2 separate regions of the Zea mays genome follow, and region 1 is linked to region 2. A link is a contact called in public Hi-C data. All regions are on one chromosome and are shown on one strand. The core of a region is the stretch at or near the end of the contact, and the rest is flanking DNA. Distances in the headings are between cores, read along the strand shown.

Evidence for each region. A called contact is a pair of places that touch in the nucleus more often than the background predicts.
Region 1: a contact with region 2 is called in a Hi-C map of tassel, with 2.9 times the contacts expected there. The contact joins two enhancer-like sites. A contact is called at or near these places in 2 of 25 Hi-C or Micro-C datasets (bundle sheath and tassel).

What each region holds. Positions count from the first base shown.
Region 1 is chr4:209,244,817-209,249,434 of Zm-B73-REFERENCE-NAM-5.0, forward strand. No RefSeq gene overlaps it. Among protein-coding and RNA genes, the nearest start is that of LOC100276990, 94 kb to the right of the region's middle. Within about 2 kb of position 2,880, at least 16 of the 20 cell types and tissues checked have an H3K27ac peak or open chromatin away from gene starts, as enhancers often do. A contact at or near this core is called in tassel, where this site is marked.
Region 2 is chr4:209,009,509-209,014,494 of Zm-B73-REFERENCE-NAM-5.0, forward strand. No RefSeq gene overlaps it. Among protein-coding and RNA genes, the nearest start is that of LOC103655879, 63 kb to the right of the region's middle. Within about 2 kb of position 1,588, at least 20 of the 20 cell types and tissues checked have an H3K27ac peak or open chromatin away from gene starts, as enhancers often do. A contact at or near this core is called in tassel, where this site is marked.

The DNA.
Region 1 (4,618 bases), core at 1,630-4,129, 240 kb after region 2:
ATCGTTTTGGCAGTTTCTTTGCTTCAGCTTTCATAAGCTAAAGCTCTCTGATGTAATTGTGCTAGCGTAAAAAACTGGACGCCTTCTAATCTTTCTTTTAAATAATAGCGTAATCCATTAAAAGCTAATCCTGCTAGTTGTTTTTCTGCTAACTAGATTTGGAAACATCGGTTTCTTGTATCTTAGAACCTCCAGATGTAATCATTAACCAATTCATCTTTCCCTTGTCGCAAGGCCATAATCGCTGGAGAAAAAATGATCATGAATTTTTTTTAAATCTCCCCACGACAAAATAGAATTAGGAGGGACTGTGGCATACCATGCGAATGCAGTTCCTGTTAATGATAATGAAAACAAACACACATAGAACGCCTCTGTGTCGGCCAATTCTCCTAATTGTGCTAGGAACTGGCCTATGTGCTCGCGCGTGCTCTTTCCTTGGTCACCCAAAAATTTCGCGAATTCGGATATCCTGGTTCCCTGTGGGTATGGGTGATGGTTAAATCAGCTATCATAAGGTCTCCGATATGACTGCCCCCCAGGGACCATGCTTACTCTGAGCTTATCTCGAAACACCCCGGCTATTTCTTCCCTTAATATATCAATGGCAGCCGGTGGGAGACCACAGGCTCTCTAGTCCAACATGAGTGAAATTGTTTGGATATTAGTTTGTTGTCTTCCCCCATTGGTTTGGGTTTTGTGGCGCATTAGTACTTGCCCTATTCGGCTCATAGGACTGGCCATTCCTTTTCGGCCTTTTAGGAGGGGCCCGGAAAGTACTGGCCCCCATGGGTTTGGTATGCTATACAATGGTGCTGGTGCATTGTATAGTGCGATGGGAAGTTTAGCTGGGACGGATGCGGAGTTGGATAAAACTCTTCCTCAAAAAAACTCCACACCAGACCGTCCGGTTAGGTACGCGGACCGTTCGGTTGCGTGCGCGGACTGTCCGGCCATATGGCCGGACCGTCTTGTGTTGTATTCGGATGGTCCGGTGCCATGTGCGGATGGTCTGACTGGATAGTTTAGGGTTTGCACAGTATGTGGTGGCTCAGGTGTAGGTCTTGGTATTTTGTTTCTAAAATCAGAATCGGCCGTCGCTGGCCCGGACGGTCCGCGCCCATACGCGCACAGTCCGGACGTGCGCAGATCGGCGAATTTACCGCCGATTTGCGTAGGAGGCTGCGGTTGCCCACGATACGTGTCTATCGGCATCCCGTAAAGGGGTTGTGACTGGTCGTGACAACATGTAGTCGATGAATCACGTGTGTTTTCCCCCAATTCAACCTCATGCGAAGGAAAATTTGTAATAGTAGATTTATCAAAAGTACGTACTAGTCTTTTATAATCATTATGCATACCCCTTATGATATGTTGCATTTGGTCTCGCTGCTCATGATGTTGATGAAGATCATCGGTGATGATAAACGTAGGCTAATGGTGAACAAGGTTATCGATATAGATGGTGTAGTTAATATTGTTGGAGTTGATCTATGCACTTGGTGGAGTCGGATGTGGCTTGCCTTTCTAGACCAGGACGTTGACACTTGATCGTACCCGCTTGATCACCTATAGACCCCGTCCATCGCAGGTTGTCTGTTGCAGCCGATCGCATCTAGCTTACCCACGAGCGCCTCCACCTCGACCACCTATTAATTAATTTACATATATGTAGATTTGGAGTACAAGAAAAGTCCTTATTGAATTAGATCTAGGATATTCCGATGACTCTTATTTATATTTCTAACAACAATCACGTGTTGTGAGTCGATAACAAATAAATATGCAAATGAAATGGAGATAGCATAAAAAAATTAGCCACATTTGAAGTGTTACATAATATCCAAGTTATGAACTAATTTGATTTGGTTTCTTCTAATATCTCAATTGATCAATATCTGGGCATCATCAAACTGAAGCTCTCACTAGTCACTATAGATGTGCGAGTCTGCAATATATACATGATGTACCATCTAAGTACGTAGGAGTGCCTTGCTTCTTTGCACGAATGTGACACTTCATTTGCATGAGCTTTCTTCACGACGTCCACATGAACCATGGTAACTATATTATATTCCATACTGAACACAAGAAGCGGAGCAAGGCTTCAAAAATCATTTTAGCGTCGATGTGTTTTACCAACAACAAGCAATGCATGCATGCCATCATACGACGGCACAAAATGACACTGCCGGTTCAAAGATATATATGGCAGATGGTGTGTTCTCTCTCTTTCGCCATGAAATTTGAGTCATGCCACTCACATTGGATTCACCTTGTCAATGTGGATGTTAACATTTTGCTATGGGATTATTGCGTGAAGCAGAAAAAATCAAAAAAAATATTTTGAGGAGGTTGTAAGAGCAGTCTATGTCTCTTTTGGACCATCAAGACATATGTTTAGTTGGAGAGTCAATTAGGATTGAGCGGTTCCATTCTAGTTTTTTAGAATGAAGTCGTTCAATTCTTCGTTTGGCAAGCAGAACAAAGTCACTTTATTTTTTGTTTGGTTGAAGAATAGAATAGAGCAGATTCGCTTCGTTCTTTGTTTAGTTAGAGGGCATATAAATATAGAGAGTAAAAAGAGAGGAGAGTACTCGTATCCGATCATTTTGGTGGAGCGGGAGCATTCCAACTTTTTATGGTAAATTTTATATAAAGATATTAGAAGCCGTTCCACTCTTTTTTTTAAAAAAAAACAAATATTTAAAAAACTAGAATGAAGTTGATTTATTCTACTTCACTGCTTAATCAAACACATCCTTAAAAAAAGGAAGGGAGAAGGCACTACACAACAAAATGATCGGATGGGAGGTGTGAGGTGCTTGCCTGCCAGCAAGCATCAGCAGCATGGGGCCGCAGCTAGCCTCACATGGACTGTCTTGCGTGCGACCGATCCATCCATATCCATCTGTGATGTGGCCATGGAACGGCACGTGCCAGACCGTGACGCTGAAAGTCTCCATGGCACGACGCTGCTGCGAGTGCCAAGATGCCTGGATGGCACGACTAGAGATGACAATGGGTACCCGAAACCCGAAACCCGATGGGTTTTTACCCCATTAGGGTACAGGTTTGGGTCAATTTTCATACCCATGGGTTTGTTAATGGGCATAAATGTATACCCGACGGGTTTATGAGTACGGGTTTGTTCCTATAGTACCCAAACCCGTGAACCCGTGGGTTTTTTAAACCCGACAAACATAGTGCATATTGTCATTTTATTTTATAAACGAACAACAAACTTGTTATCTACCTATTTACTTCCTAATTTTTATCAAATAGTGAATGTATAAGTAGTTGGTGAGAGTGTTGCTTTCTTGCTATTATAGTTATTACTAGTGTTATATATGTGGTGGATGTATAACCTAGTGCAAGGTAACTTGATTATACAACTTATTATTTGTATTTAATTCTCTCTATTAATATTTTTATACCAAATCATGAACTCATTGTTCATTACATAAATTTTGGACCATGATCTCATTAATCATTACAATACTTATTGATTATAAAAAGAATAAACATATTGGAGATAAAACCCGCGGGTAACCCGTGGGTACCCGCTAACCCGATGGGTACGGGTTTGGGCAAAATTTCAAACCCGTCATGGGTACGGGTTTTTTAATGGACGTAAATATTTTTTACGGGTACGGGTTTGGGATAGCAAAACCCGACGGGTTTGTACCCGTTGCCATCTCTAGGCACGACGCTGCTGTGAGTGCCAAGATGCCTGGAGTAGTGTTTGACACGTGAGAGGATGAGCCAATACTTTGAGGCCCAATATATGCTCAGGATTGCTTGCTTGGGCATGTTGGGATGGAATATTAATACAATAATGCTTGGTCCCAAGATTACCAAAAAAATTCAGTACATTTCTTTTCGCTGGAAACCTCTCTTCCCTTGTCGTATTATCATCATGCCAGCAGCAAATTATGTTGGGCTCCATCTACTACTATGACACATTCATTCGTACAGACGAGGCCCAAGAAGCACAGTAGCGGCCCATTGAGTTGTATTGTATGACGAGTGGGAAAAAAGGAGAACACATTTCGTGCGAGAAACGAAACGAACATATTTGCATATTTGACCACCAGCTAGACCAGGCAGCAAGAGCCTAGACATCTCACAGATTATGGACTTGTTTGTTTCAGTTTTTTTCAGCTTCTAGTTATCAAAAGTTGATGTAGATTATCAAACGTCTAACTTTTTAACTCGTTATATGAGAACCACTTTAGTCAAAATTGTCTAAAATCAATGTAAACACCGAATCGACCGAGTAGGAAATCGTCATTTTATACATCCTAAACCATATGGACTTTTTTTATCTTACTCCGTATGTAATCTCCACAATACTTAGATTCTCTACACAACCAAATTCTCTGCAACAGTCAGATTCTCAGAAAAACTTCTCAGAAAAAGCTGAACCATTGAACACTAAAATTGCCCTATGGTCTGTCCGCCCCTAGGGTCGGATGGTCCGCTGTTCGGACTGTCCGCGGTGGCGACGCGAACGGTTTGTTCGTGCACAGAATTAGTTAGGGTTTAAATTTTTAGCGAGATTTGTTAGCAAAATATGTGGAATTAACTCGATAACCAATTTGTAACTGGTCCAGAC
Region 2 (4,986 bases), core at 338-2,837:
GCGCAGCGTCCTCCACTCCACTCTGCCCTGCGCGAGCCTGCCTGCCCGCGCTGCCCAAGCCCGCGTGCCGGCGCGCGCCTTGCTCGTTGGAGCCGAGCCCAACCCTCCCGCGACCGCGGGAGTTTGACCCAAAAAGGCGGCGAAACCCACCCGCCCCGCTCGCCTCTCACGCGCGCACTGGTTGGGTGGTGCTGGGGCGCCCCGCCAGCCCACGCGGCCGCACGGCGCACCCACCCACCCACCCACTCGCCCTGCGCATGTGGGCGCTGCGTGACTTGCTTGCCTCTGCATGCGCTGCTCTGTTCCCTTGCCGAGGGCGGGCCGGCACGGGCGCAGGCGCGCGCCCACAGCGGCCGGGGCCAGGGAAATCTAGCGGGCGCGCGCATGGCCGTTTGCGTCGCCCTGCCTGCCACTGGCACGCGCGCCGCTCCCGTGCAGCCAGTGCCCAGCACAGGCAGCCTGCTATGCATGCACCATGCACGCTGGCCTGGCCGGCGGCCGTCCGCTTTCCCCTCCGCGCGTGAAATGTCCAACAGTGCCCAGAAGCGGCGGCACTCGCAGAGCAGAGCTGCGTCTGCGTGCGTGCGTGCATGCATGCATGGCCGTGCCCCCGCCCGGCGCCCGCAGTGTGGCCTGCACCGCACAGGGCCGGCCGGACGCGTAAATGGCAACTGTGGAATGCGCTGTAGAGAAGTAGTAGTAGCAGGTCATAAACAAGGATTACGACGGGCGCGTGCCGCGGTAACAGCGCCACCGTTGCGTGCCCTTGCCGCGTCGCTTTACGTTCGCCGGGGCGCGCGGCTCGGCCACGTGACGCCGACGCGCGGCGCCACGCACTGGCCACTGGGAGTGGGAGCCGCAGACGCAGTCGAGCCGGCAGGGGCTCGCGGCCGCATGGCGTGCCACGTTTCACCTGTGGCTGTAGCGTACCTGTAGGTTAGCAAAACAGTTTTGCTGTAGGGTAGTAGCACGTACAATACAACTATGTGTTTGGCAGTGGCAGCCGCAGGTCATCCATGTCGTCGCTCGCTCTCCCTCTCTCTGCATGCATCGCGAGGTGGAGGAGTATGCTCCTCATACTCAACTTGACAACTCCTACCTACCATCGACGTAGCAAAGGGAAGGAAAACCACGTGTACATTGTTGTACGATACTAGAATTATACTCCCTCCGTTTCTTTTTATTTGTCGCTGGATAGTGTAACTATCCAGCGACAAATAAAAAGAAACGGAGGGAGTAAGACATAACTAAAACATAATATAGTTCACGTGTCTAAAAATTGTGCTTGTTATATTCGTTACATCAATTATAGCATTTAATAAATTAAAATTGATCAATTAACTAGTACTCTGTCTTGAGCACAGAGACAAGACACAGGGTCTTGTCAAAAGATGTGTCTTTTACATTTTAGTCTCTTAGACACAACCTCATACACATCGTACATGCTCTGCTGAATTGGCAACGATGCTGAGGAGTAGGAAGTGGTCAGAAACAGAGGCGTAAATGTACTGCTGCAACGGCTGCCGGCGCCCACACCACGCCGGTCCGGTCTCTGCGGGTGGGTCCGGAGGCCGGGGTAGGGGATGGTCACGGGCGGCGTGCGTGACCTGTGCCCAATCTGCGCAACAATCCGCTGACGCACGCACGCATGTGTTCCCCACTGCGCCATCGACCTGGCATGACATGCATGCGCCTGCTGCTGCGCTCGGACTCGGAGTGGCTACAGAAACGGATATTAGTGCCAAAATTATCTAAACAAAAAAAAAAAACTCTGTATCGTAGGGACTCGCCATGACGTACGTCGAGGCTGGCACGTACGTCTCTACCCCCGTTATCTGAAGAACACGCGGAGGAAGTAGACTATTAGGGCTAGTTTGACAACTCTATTTTCTGGAATGATTTTTATTTTATTTTTATAAGAGAAAATAAATAATTTTATTTGGAAAAATAAAAACGCGGTAGGAAAATATGATTTCTAAATTAGCCGTTAGTGCCATAGATAGATCGGTAGTTGAGACGCAGCAGCAAGTGGCAAATCCCTTGGGCTTGAAGGGTAGGCTGGCTGCACATTTTACTTTTCATTTTTTTACTTCTCTTTTTGGCAAGGACAATAGGACATCCATCGGTCGTGGTAATTATTAATAACAACTACACGTTTAACGTTACTATTGAAATGTAATATAAGTTGAAATATAATATAAATGAATTGTCTAAATTTTTCTTTGAACTTAATTTTTTTTTTAGTTTAGACGGGCGTGAATCGCTCCGGCTCGGGCGCTTGGCTGCAACGACCATGGGCTAGCTAGGGTGGTACATGCAGCAGTAGTAGTAGTCCGATACTCCTAGATAGTATAACTACAGCAACGATCTCGCCGTCTTACCGTATCGTATCTTGGTTGATGTGCTTAAATTAGTATGGGTTGGTTCGTTAATTGCACATGGCAGTCGATCAGCGATCTCGACGTCCGATCTTAGCTTATGAGGCTGCCCACACCGGAGAGCTGGAAATGGAACCCGTAAATTTTTGCAGTAGCTGGAGGCCTGCAGCGGTGACTGTAAATCCAACTCTATCTTCTCTCTCCAGCACTGCGGACGCCAAATACAGCGCTCGTGATCGCCTACGCTAAATGCTGCTGCTCTCTCTCTCGCCGGAGCAGAGGTGGGCCCAGGGACGGGACAGCAGCGCCTGCCTGCTCTGCCTGCTGGTGGGCCCAGGGACGTATAGGGTGGATATATAGGGTAATCGTGATCACGGATAATTGTTGGATAGAGTACAAAATCTCACTGACCATGATGGAATATTCCTTTTAGGGTAGAGAAATAGGGTAGTATGAGTGCGGATAGCCTTAGCTTGGTGGTTGCATTCGCCGGTCGGCCAGTGCATTATCACAGGGAGCTCCTCTACGTACGTGGCTGGACTGGACACAAGACGATACGGTACGTGCGGCAACGTTTCTTTTGCCGTCAGGAGCGGTCCGCTGCTGGTGGTGACGACGACTGCCCAAGAGGCAGAGGCTCTCGCCAGCCCTCGCTCTGCCCGATAGATCGAGCGGGAAAGGTGACTGGTGGCAGTGGCAGTACTCCTCATTCATCATCGTCGAAATGAATTTCTGCAAAAGGAGAGACCTCTACTGATACCAACGTGGGTAAAAGACCCATTCGCGCGCGGACTAGTACTAGCGACTAGTAGCTTCAAGTAGTAGGCTTCCTAGGTTCTCTGGGGCCTATAGGAGCTCTGGCTCGCCAAGTCCAATCACCCGTCCACTGCACTCCATCCCGGACTCCGGACTGCCACTGCCATGCACCACACGACGAGACCGGCCACGCGCGTCCGTTTGTATGATCACGGACGGACGACCCGATCCGCCGGCCAGGTACGACGCGATCGAGACCGATTCGGCCAGGTCCAGGGCCGCCGCAGCTTTCGCCACCGCCACCGCCATGGCGCCAAGGAGTGCAGTGCAGCCTGCAGGGTGCAGGCTGCCAGAGCCCCCAGGGTCGGTCAGTCAAAGATTTGGTCAAGGGGCCGGGCAGGTTGTTGCATGCATGGCACGCCGGTACGGTACGTCATTCCCCAAATCAGGGAAAAGAAAAGGTCTGCCACACACTGGCCGCCTTGGAGTTGTTTTGGTGCATGCTGCACTCGGCAGTCGGCACTGCTGGTGGAGTGATGAACTGGTAGACGGAGAGAAAAGTCGGCTGCTGCTGACTCGGCGTAAGTGCAGTGGGACCAGAGTGTCAGATGCTACCAGAGTACTAGTTGAACCAAGAATCAGTCTGTTTTCCAGAACTTTACATGAAAAACTTCAGCTTTAATTTTAAAGGAGGTGCTAATGTTAAAGGAGGTGCTAAAGTTTAGCACTTTATTTCTGTTTGGATAATGGTGCTAAAGTAGGGGCAAAGGAGCTTTAATGGGTCACGAGGACCACTTTTAGCATAGTTTAGCACTAAAGGAAGAGTTAATGTGTTAATGAGCGTTAAACTTTAGCACTATCATTTTAGTATGCTTATTCCGTATGTGCTAAACTTTAGTAAAAATATTGTGCTAGACTTTGCCACGCCATGGAAACAAATACAACTGGAGCCTAAAGTAGTTGATAAGGCTCATGTGCTAACTGTTTAAGCCCACGTGTACGTGCAACTGTGTAGGGGGATCTACACCTCGGGCCACACGGTCTGTGGCCCGGTCCATGTGATTTCATTAACTTTATATTTAATCTAGTTTAAAATTTTTTTACAGAGAGGGGATACCCCCTATTTCATTAAGAAATAGGAACATAGTTTGACAGACTCCATCAGAAAGCTACTTATTACAGAACTTAGCACTTCAAGCTAACGGAATAGAAGCTAACCATCCATACATGTTTTGGATTACTCCAGATTCCAACATCTAAACAAACCATCTAATCAAAATGAAGTAGCTCATAAGAACCCTAACAATACCAACAGGTTTTTGGTAAAGGCCCTCGATTACAAGTCCAAACCATCCAGAAATGAACCAGACAAATTAAAAACCAGAAACTGACTCCAGATGACAGGTTGTAAACAGATGGAGCACACAGCAGAAAAACCAACGCTCTTGACATCAACTGCACAAACGATAGTCTACCGGCGCCCAGCCAAACTCCCTTCTGTAGATCTCTTTAACTATTCTTCTGAGAAGTGAACTTCCTTCCAGCAACATCTTTCTTGACATTTCTTTCTGAAGAACCGCCCAAGCATCCAACCATGAACAGCATAGGAGCACAATGTTAGCAGCATTAGGAGGAGAGATGTTATTGAAACAGCAATCATTCCTAATTTTTCATAAAGACCAGAGCACATCACTACAACCAATAGTGATTAGATTTCTTTCATATTTTTTAAAGCTACAAAGCCATAACCCAAACATTTCATTGGCAATTTTGGGAATGGACAAAGACACTAAAGCCATCTGAATCACTCTCCAAGTGAAACTAGCAACCTGACAATTGTAAAAGATATGAT